Linked DNA regions of Anser cygnoides: region 2 is linked to region 1. A link is a contact called in public Hi-C data. All regions are on one chromosome and are shown on one strand. The core of a region is the stretch at or near the end of the contact, and the rest is flanking DNA. Distances in the headings are between cores, read along the strand shown.

Region 1 (5,118 bases), core at 2,455-4,954:
CATCAACGAAGAGCCACCAACAAAGAGCAGAGCCACCCCTTTGGTCTCCCTGCTTTTGTGTCCAGCAGGGACACTCTGCTTCAACTGCTGTGACAGCTGTGGTGGCAACGCGAACTGCTGACCACGCTCTTCTGTGGGTCTGCCCGGTAGTCCTGCTCGTGAAAACTTGTGCACCTCTCAGGGATCTGCTCACGAAAACAGGTGCATCTGCTCGGCAAACACCAGTGCTCTGCGTGGTGATGGCCCCACCCAGAAGTCTTGGTGTCCCAAAAGGTACTGGCATGCACGTCAGCGTGAACCCAACCAGACAAATATTAGCGGCCTTTGCAAGAGAGCTTGCCTGGAGTCAGCATCATGTTCTTCACAGATCAACTACTGATGGCAGCAGCGAGGCATCACCATTTAGGCTGGCTAATGTCAGTGTTTAAAAGACAAGTACATGTCTTTCAAAAGACACTTACGCTTAAACACTTTAAATGACATTTTAAGTGTCACCCTGCTCTGCAGGGGAAGGCCTATGGCTCACCAGGGATTCAGGGACCCAAGTCAGTTGGTTTGACGCCGGGGAGTAGAACAACAGGTCAGTGGTTAAAAAAAAAAAGGTATTTAACATTTAACATTTCAACATTTCCCATAGGCCACCCTTGCCATGAGCAGTCAGTATGGAAGCAGCTCTCACTCACTGCTGGCCTTGGCCTGTTTGTGAGCAGGGAACACTTCCTTTTATCGTGTGCCCACAGCTTTCATTGAAGAAAACCTGAGAAATATGATCAGGTTTGCACTTAAGACTGGGGGTGAGCCATGATCTAAATCATCCAGGTTTGGCTCCTGTTTCTACCAGAAGCTTCCTGCTTAGCCTTGAGCTAATCACCTGAGCCCTCAGAGGCTCATTTACCACACTTCTGCCTGTTACACCTCCGCCTCACCTGCTGCTTCTGCTCACACCCAAGTTCTTCACTAAAGGATTGGTCATTAACCATGAGCCTGCATAGGAACAAGTCCTGATCTCTCACAACTATGAAGCCAAATAAACAACATCCATAGCTTGACTCATTGAGCTCTATCCTTTAAAGAAAAAGTTAAATACCAAACCGAACAAACAGCACCACCAACAATAACAACGAAAGAGAGGGAAGCCTTCTTTCAGCATCTTTTTTTACCATTAAATGCTTCGATAACTTGCTGGAGGGTTTCTAGGGAAATTCCACTGTACCCTTTTGCTAGGACATTGATCCTCAGCGCCAACAGCATGCGAGACCTCTCGGGGGTCAACGGTTTCCCCACACCTGGAACAGTAATGGGCTCAGTTACCCAGCTGCTGTCAACAGCGCAGGAAAGAGAAAACACCAAGCGGTTTCTTGTTACCTGCAGAATGTGAACGAACCAAGTTCACTTGAAGCTCCCTATGAAAACAAAAAAATAGTTACGTAAAAAGTAAGTTTTTGAAATACTTTTTTTTTTTTTTCACAAAACAGAAATACTAAAGCAGCCCCCTCTCATCTAATCATAAGCATGCAGTGTAGAGCTGCTCCACCTTCTTTATTCCCTCAAAAGAAAGTAAGAAGAGAGCTGCATACGTAACTTACATAAGTTTACTGTTTGGAATGACAGTTCTGGCAAACTTCCCAAACCCGGTGGTGATTCCATAAACAACTGCAAGAAACACACATTTCTGGTTAAGGAGAGGGCCTGAGATAGTTTTCAAAGTGGCTGACAAAAACAGTTGATAGTTAGTGATAAAAATATTTACCTGTCTGTTCCTTTACAATCCTTTCAATTACTTCTCGTGATCGTTTGACTTTAGCTTCAGCTTCAGGTGTGAGCTAGAAAATGAGTATTTTTGAATATTAGTTTATCTATCACATCATTTAATTCTAATCGTAGAAAGATAAACATGATTTTTTGCCATGTTTGTTCAGAATCTTTACCTTTATCTTGTAGAGCCCCTTTCCCAAACTGACCAGGTCCTCCGTTGTTAAGCTGTTGCCATCTAAAGAAATATACTACACCAAAGAACCACCTTTTAGTTTGGGATACATATACACATAGAATTGCTTAATGATCACAGCATTAAAACAACAACAACAATAACAAAAAAAAACCAACCAAAGCTCAGCAATGACAGGAAGGTCATGCATGCTCTCATTCATAAATAGGAACACCGTAACAAAATTGCAATAAGCAAATCACAATTTAGATTCCCAGGCCCAGAAGACCTAACAGCCACTGATCTCATGAATTTTGCAGTGGCTAACTCTCCACAAGCTCTGAAGAGTATGAGGATCATTACTAAGTTGTAAAATCATTGGTGATTCCTACCTGTTCTGGTTCTCGGTATTTGCTATATCTGAAAGTTACGTAAAGGAAAAGAAATGGCAAACATGACATCACAAGTAGTAGTGTCCATTAGACTAAAACTGGCAATGTCTTTTAAAAATGAAGGAACACTGAAAGAACATGGAAATCCAGAAAATTATAAATCTGGAATTATAGAAAGTTTACGGAATGCTCCAAAAAGGATACAAATGAACTCCTTCTGGCTGAGATGGTATGAAATCTGGAGACATTATGTCTCCTTCTATAACTAGAAGATATATCCAAAGTAAACATGAATGGGATTAAACTGTATTCTAAGTATAGATTAATTTGTTATTCATTACAATATACAACAGTAAGTATTCTAATTTGCAATCATCAGCACCAAACAAATTTATATGCCTCTAGGAAAATAATTAGTGTTTATGTAGTTTATTTAAGGTAATCTAAAGACAGAAACAGAAGAACCCAATCCTTGGACATATGCTCCATCTCCTGAACAATCACAGAGAGTATAAGACATCACATAGGGATGATATATACAGCATCCTGTAGTTTCTAAACCCTAAATAGTTCTGTTAGAATTTACATTTCGGTATTTTTCCATAAACATCTTAGACACCGTTTCTGATGCAATTTTAGATCAACTAAAACACAGCTTGCTAACTCAGGTGCCAACGCAGTCATTTCGTCATGCATTGCCTAAGGTTTTGCTTACCAACTTCAACAAATTCATTGTCCTCCAGGGCGTCCTCCACCGTGTCATCAAGATCCAGCAAGCCAAGACCCTTGCACCTTCGAACATAAAATTTTACTTCTTCCACCGATGTAAATCCTCCGTTGTCGGGTTTGTTTTTCATGTACCGTCTCACAGCTTCCCTTCCCAGCCATCCGACTGTGTTAGCACCGTTCAGGCACGGCACTGCCAGCCATTCCCCTCGGACGTGCACTGTGTATCTTGGCATGCTTTCTCTCCAGAATTGTTCCTTGCCTGAAGGGCTGCAGTGTGAAGCAGCCTTACATTTACCACGCCACAGCCCGAGAGCAGTATCCAGCCGGATTCCGGTGTCCCAATCAGATCAAGGCAAAAATCCACCCCCAAAGATCCCCACCTTTGTAAATAAGCGAGATCGATGTATTCAGCTGAATTCAGCCAATGAAACCAAACCGAGGGAGCACACCCTTTTCCTGGAAAGGACCAGATATCCCCCCTCTTCCGATCAAAACCTTGCCTGAGAGAATCTCTGTTTATTCGGACACTGCTGTAGCAGAAGCCTAATTAGATTTTGGGAGTGAATGAACGGAATGGTGTAAGTTCATAACCTAAAATAGAGAAAAAATATTTTCAGTGATTTTTTTTCTACTAGAAGTTATCACCCAGAGGGGTAGCAAGAAAACTGAATGGTTCACTAAGTCCTTAACACAAAGGAGTCAATTTAGGTAGGTTTTCTGCTGCTTTATTTTAAGCTATTCTGGTTCCAAAAAAGCCAGTATTTTAGTGAATTTATTAAAAGATGACTGACACAGCATTCATAAATATGTAAACTGATTTTTGAGCCTCAGTCACACAAGAGTTAAATTTTCCATCACTTTTAATGAAACTACTTAGACATATGTAGGTTAGAGCTGAATAGAAGAACTCAGCATACCTTGAATAAATAAATCCCAAGACATGTTCATGCCTTAATTTATATTAGAGCTGCTAACAGGAAAAGATTAATCTCCTGGTAAAATACGTCTACTTGAAAGTTTATACTAATCAAAACACGAAAGAAATATATTGAATGACTGTCCACTCCTACTCTAAATACAATTAAATCCAGACTTTTTGCCATTACAGTATCACAGTATCACAGATTTCTAGGTTGGAAGAGACCTCAAGATCATCGAGTCCAACCTCCGACCTAACACTAAGTACTCCACTAAACCATATCCCTAAGCTCTACATCTAAACGTCTTTTAAAGACCTCCAGGGATGGTGACTCCACCACCTCCCTGGGCAGCCCGTTCCAATGCTTAATAACCCTTTCGGTAAAGAAGTACTTCCTAACATCCAACCTAAACCTCCCCTGGCGCAACTTTCGCCCATTCCCCCTCGTCCTGTCACCAGGCACGTAGGAGAACAGACCAACCCCCACCTCTCGACAGACTCCTTTAAGGTAACTGTAGAGAGCGATAAGGTCGTCCCTGAGCCTCCTCTTCTCCAGGCTGAACAAGCCCAGCTCCCTCAGCCGCTCCTCGTAAGACTTGTTCTCCAGACCCCTCACCAGCTTGGTCGCCCTTCTCTGGACTCGCTCGAGCACGTCTATGTCCTTCCTGTAGCGAGGGGCCCAAAACTGAACACAGTACTCGAGGTGCGGCCTCACCAGAGCCGAGTACAGGGGGACAATCACTTCCCTAGACCTGCTGGCCACACTGCTTCTTATGCAGGCCAGGATGCTGTTGGCCTTCTTGGCCACCTGGGCACACTGCTGGCTCATATTCAGCTGACTATCAACCAATACTCCCAGGTCCTTCTCAGCCAGGCAGCTTTCCAGCCACTCATCTCCCAGCCTGTAGCTCTGCTTGGGGTTGTTGCGCCCCAGATGCAGGACCCGGCACTTGGCCTTGTTGAACTTCATACAGTTGGCCTCAGCCCATCGCTCCAGCCTATCCAGATCCTCCTGCAGAGCCTTCCTGCCCTCGAGCAGATCGACACACGCACTTAGCTTGGTGTCATCTGCAAACTTACTGAGGGTGCACTGGACGCCCTCATCCAGATCATCGATAAAGATATTAAAGAGGGCCGGCCCCAGTACCGAG
Region 2 (5,136 bases), core at 2,279-4,778, 140 kb before region 1:
ATTAAGTGATTTAGCCAGCTCTGGATAGAATCCAAAGGTCTCTATTTCCAGCTATCATCCTTCAATACGCTAGTATTTCTCCACTGTTATAGTCCTGAAATGCACAAGAATAGGTTAACTGAGTTAGGAAAATGTCCATGATAGAACAGGCACTATACTGGGGGAATCCTAGCATCTGACGACATGACTACTAAGGAAAGCAAGCAGGTGAAGAAGCAGCAGCTGGATAGGAAAGTAGCTTCATTTTTCATCTGGTAACTGGATGAAATCTGTAGTTAAAAGGTTTAACAAAAAATGACTTTGATTGGTTAACTGTCCTGTGGTCAATGCCTTTTAAGATGTTCTGATACAGTTACCGAAGAGCTGTAACAGCTCTGAGCACAAAACCAGCACCCAGCACTGCATGCCTTGTCTCATCACTCGTCATGCAGAAAAGGCTGAGCTAGCTCTAGTGAAACTAGTGAAGTGCACACAGTTTTACACGTTCGTCATTCCCATTCAATTTATTTGAGAGTTGTTGCCAGTCCGTACTAACTGCAGGGAAGAATTTCAGGCGCTGTGGCCTCTGGGTACCCACCCAGTACTTCCCAGTCTAAGCACCAACCCTGGCGTAGTACGGGAGGTCAAGATCTCTTGAGTGCCACGGTCAACAGATCACAAAAATAATAGCTGCTGAAGGTTTTCAGCTTGCTAGCGTCCACAACATTCATTCCTTCTAAAAGGCAGTCTATTCATAGGCTGCTAATGAGATTCTTTTACAAATGTCCATACTACGTTTCTATTTAATCCTGTTTTTATAAATAAGACCACTAATTTTACCCCATGTCTTCTCCCACAACTTTCCCCCAACAAAGCTGAGCTTCTCTAACACTGATATCTGTAATATGAGGAACTTACATAAATCCCAGAGTTGTCACGTATGTTAAATCCTCCTGGAATACTAGAGAAATTCTTACATAAAGTCTGCTGCGATGATTAAAAATGGTTGACAGAACTCGAAGAGACGAGATTCATCCATATGTTTTCGGGCTAACCAAGACAGACCCTCCTGCAAAATATATTAGTAGCAGTCCTTCCCAGAAGGCAACCGAACTAAATTCCCACAGGGCTGTCAGATACAGCAATACCGTCAGTCAGCGAGTCTGACAGATCAACCCTTTCTGATTTTCTTACTTTTAAAGACACTCGGTACCTTATTTTCCTTTTTTTTTCATAGTATTGTATTTTTTTTCTCTGTTTGAAAAAAAAGAAAGCATCGAGAGCGATACTACTTACATGGCTGAATTTCAGCGTATATTGGACAGAGGACAGAAGCAGCCTGCCGATTTCAGGGTGAGTGCTGCGTAAGCCAGGGTTGTGCAACCAAGCTCTTAATGCGAAAGCAACAGGATTCTACGAAAGCGCAAGACCGACGCCTTGAAGAGAAAAGCCTAAAAGCCCTTGCCCCCCGCCAGCAGCCAGGCCAGCACGACATCTTCCCACCTCCGCCGATGCACGGAGAAAGGAGCCGGGCTGGGAGGGGGAGGAACCAGCCTGGCATGGGAGAAGACAGTTTCTTTGAAGAACATGTAAAGAAAGCAAAACGCACAGTTCGGTCAGAGACACAAATATCTGAAAAGACCGCAAAAAAGCTAATAGTGCCAAATCAAGACCAGGAAAACTTCAGCTCAACGTCGGGCAGCACGCTGACGGCATGAATGTTTTAAGACGTGGAACACTAAAACACTAAATCAAGCGGGAAAATTTATTAACTTAGAACAAATAATCTGCAAAATAGACTAGGTCGGGGAAAAAACAGGATCAAAGTAACAGATAATGGTGGAAATATCATAAAAAATACTGGATCTTGATTGCCACACCTAGTAGAAAACTGCAGCTGGGGTAAAACAGTTCAAGCAAATGCTACACTATTAAAATTCTCTAAAGAAAGTTATTCAGCACCAGCTTGTGCATTCTTCTCTCCCGAGGCTCAGTTCTCTGCACACACACAAAGAAATTGTGAATTAATTGACCAGCACTCCAGAGATCAAGCCCCCCTGTGCTCTTAGCACAGACCCGAGCAGAAGCAGTAAGCAAGATAACAAGCACCAACATACAGAATAGCGCGGCTGAAAGGAGCAAGCTGCCTGGGAAAATACGGATATACAAAAGTCTCCTTGCGCCAAAATTTCACTAGCGCAGAATATATCCAGAATATGGTATTTATTTTCACTGAAGCACGCCGATAAGGCTGAGACACGGTGTATTTCTTTAGCTAGTTTTACCGAATGATGGCTGACAAACTAAACTTCGGGGTAACTTATTAGCTGAAAAAGTACTCGATGCTAAAAAAAAAAAAAAAAGAAATCAGAAGTCAACAACATAGATGTTTTTCTTCCATCTGGGTTACGTGTAAACAAGAGATTCATTTTCACAGCTGTTAAATTGAAAATTGTAACTCAGATAGAAACAAAAGGATCTCTTTTTTAGTCACTACTTTTGTAATTAGTTGCTCGGCTCACAGGGAAAAAAATCAAACAGTATCTCAAGCGTTAGGCTCCACTGCGTAGTTTTACTGATGTATTCGCATGCATGGGTGGATGCTCGTGCGTACGTATGTATATGTGCGTGTGATTAATGTTCCGGCTCTTCAATCAGGCGGCAGTTTACCAACCGATTTTCACCGGGCTCCGTACCTGTTTAACACCTGCACCAAGAGCAAACACGGGTACCTCAAGAACTGAAAGTTTTAGATAACGAGCACGTTATTAACTCGAAGCCAGCCGTCCTGCTTCCTCAGGACGGACCTTTTTTCCAGCCAACCCAACGAAACACCGCTGGGCACAACTCCACGCTGCAGCGCAGTCCTGTAGACTGAGACCCAAAGCTCTCACAGCGCTCCGAAAAGAAGCTTTGTGGATGATTTCCCATTTTAGTAGCACAGCCTTCGCCCAGCAGCGCGCAGCCTCCTTTCCCTGAGGCCGTACAGGTCTTCGCCTAACTCTTAGAATAAACTTTTCGTTCCCTTTTGGCCACCCTGTGCGTACCACCGCCCGGACGCGGACCCCCACCGGCACGGCGCCCCGCTGGAGCCCGGCGAACGACACCACGCTTCCTGCAGCCGAGCCGCGGGGGCACCGGGGACCGGGGCAGGGGCAGCAGCGGGAGCAGCCCCGCGTCCCTCGGCGCTGCCTTCGCCGCTCCCCGCTGACAGCTCCGCCGACCCAGCCGCTCCGCCTGCCCGCGCCCCTCGGCTCCCCGCGGCCACCGGCGGGCAGCTCCCCCCTAAACCGGGGCACGGCCCCGCGCCGCGCCCGCCTCGCCCCACCGCCTGCCCCGCTCGGCACCGAGCCGCCGGCGCCCGCCCGTGCCCGGCGAAGGGCCGCTGCCGCCCCCCGCTCCTCGCCCCGCGCCGGCCGCCCCGAGGCACCCGCACGCACCCGTCACCCGCCGCTGCCGCCATCTTGCGCGCCCCGAGCCGCGGCCGCCTCGCCCCGGCCCCTCGGCGACGTCAGCGCCGAGCCGAGGCCGCCCCCCGCTTCCCTCCCTCCCTCCCCGCGGGGATCCCCGCTCCGCCCCGGGACGGGCCCCACCGCCCCCACACGCCCCCCGCCGTGGAGTTTCCGAGCCGCTGCCGGCTCTCTGGGGCGGGTGTCAGCCCTGCGCCGAAGAGCAGAGCGAGCCCCGCGTTGTGGGGAGAGCTGCGTGGGGGAATAAACTCTTGGCAAAAGCTCACTGGGCTGGTCTATATCTATACACATATACACTTTGCATACGTGCTCAAGCGGGTTTGCTCGTGCTTTGTGTGAATGTGCCCCAAAAGATGGTGCAGTGGGCTTCGGAGCAGGCTCGTGGTGTCCCACGAGCCCCCAGGACAAACGGGGCATGGCCACGAGCACCGAAGGCCCTCTCCTGAGCCCCCCGTGTCCACCAGGATCTTTCCCTAGAGCAGCAAGACTACGCGCATCTGCCTCTGCGCTTCTGCTCGTGTCGTCATGGAAAATGCGCTTTGGTGTAAAATGTGTGGTGAAATATCTCGGCCCTGGCTGTCTCCGCTCCCCTCCAGCTGCGGGGCTCAGCCCTCGCTGCTTGCAGGGCGGCTGCCGGGGTTCAGGCAGCAGGATGCAGCTGAGCGATGCAGCTCGGTTTTCCTTCAGGGTCACTCTGTTGTGGTGCTCTCAGAAGCCCTCAGGGTATGAAAAAGTAAACTCACCAAGCTTCTCACTCATGATTTCAATGCGTTTCTAGCCTCTAATGTGAGGAATGATGTTGCCTACTCAAAACACGAAAATCAACTGCTTGTGTACAGTGGATGTATTTACACATCCTTGGGTGTTTTTAAGACAACTTTCACTACTTCGAAATAGCTACCACATGTATTTTTGTCAAGTTACTACCCACATCTTTACCAGTAGTGTTTGTTCCTTCAGTCCTAGCTGGGAAACTAGCTCTCCCACCATGACGCATCGCTCTTGCCTCTCTCACTCGGTATCCCTGTCCAGCCCTGGCTGCATGTCTGTCTGTCAGCTAAGTGGTCTTGGCATGGACTCGATGTGACCCCCAAGCTGCCTCAGCCCCATGCCCCAGCACACTGCTGCAGTGCTGCCCTCCGCTCATGTGGTGAGCTCAAGGTGAGGCTCGGGGCACTTCAGGATATCCCAAGCCCCGTTTTCCTTGGGTGTCTGACGGGGTCTTTGATCCTGAAATGCTCGTGGGAAGGCCAGCAGTAAGAGCAGAACACGGTGGCTCCACAACATGGATGTTAAGCCCACCGCGGGGCTAAGGGTTAACTCATTCAGGCACAGCCTGAGGCCTTGCAACCAACCTCCTTTATGCCCTGAACGGCCCCTTTTACCGGTCATTCCCAAAGTCCCTCAAAGAACCTTCAGAAATTCATTTTCATTTAAGCTGGTTTTTATATCTTGACAACCCATCGCTGTCCCCAGTGTACCCCTCTTTCCCCTCCACCAGACAGTGCCTATCTTCCAAAACCCCATTCTACTGCTAACAGAGATTTGCCGTGCCTGCTATCTCTGCAGTATTTGATTTTACATAGAACAGATGAAGAGAAAATAAAGTTCCTCCTTTCTTTTTATTTCCTTTTCTCTTTTTTTTTTTCTCCCCATCAGTTCCCCATGTTAATTGGACAACACTTCA

The links. Hi-C and Micro-C count contacts between places; a contact is called where the count stands out from the background.
Region 2: a contact with region 1 is called in a Hi-C map of liver, with 4 times the contacts expected there. The contact joins the promoter of USP44 here to the promoter of HAL in region 1. A contact is called at or near these places in 2 of 7 Hi-C or Micro-C datasets (both in liver).

The regions. Positions count from the first base shown.
Region 1 is chr1:48,055,661-48,060,778 of Taihu_goose_T2T_genome, reverse strand. HAL (histidine ammonia-lyase) reads right to left here and starts at 3,704. Exons shown (of 20, transcript XM_048061205.2): 1 at 3,035-3,704; 2 at 2,524-2,584; 3 at 2,320-2,347; 4 at 1,929-2,003; 5 at 1,751-1,823; 6 at 1,587-1,653; 7 at 1,366-1,403; 8 at 1,161-1,286. The coding sequence starts at 3,281.
Region 2 is chr1:48,193,943-48,199,078 of Taihu_goose_T2T_genome, reverse strand. USP44 (ubiquitin specific peptidase 44) reads right to left here and starts at 3,528. Exons shown (of 6, transcript XM_066994801.1): 1 at 3,420-3,528.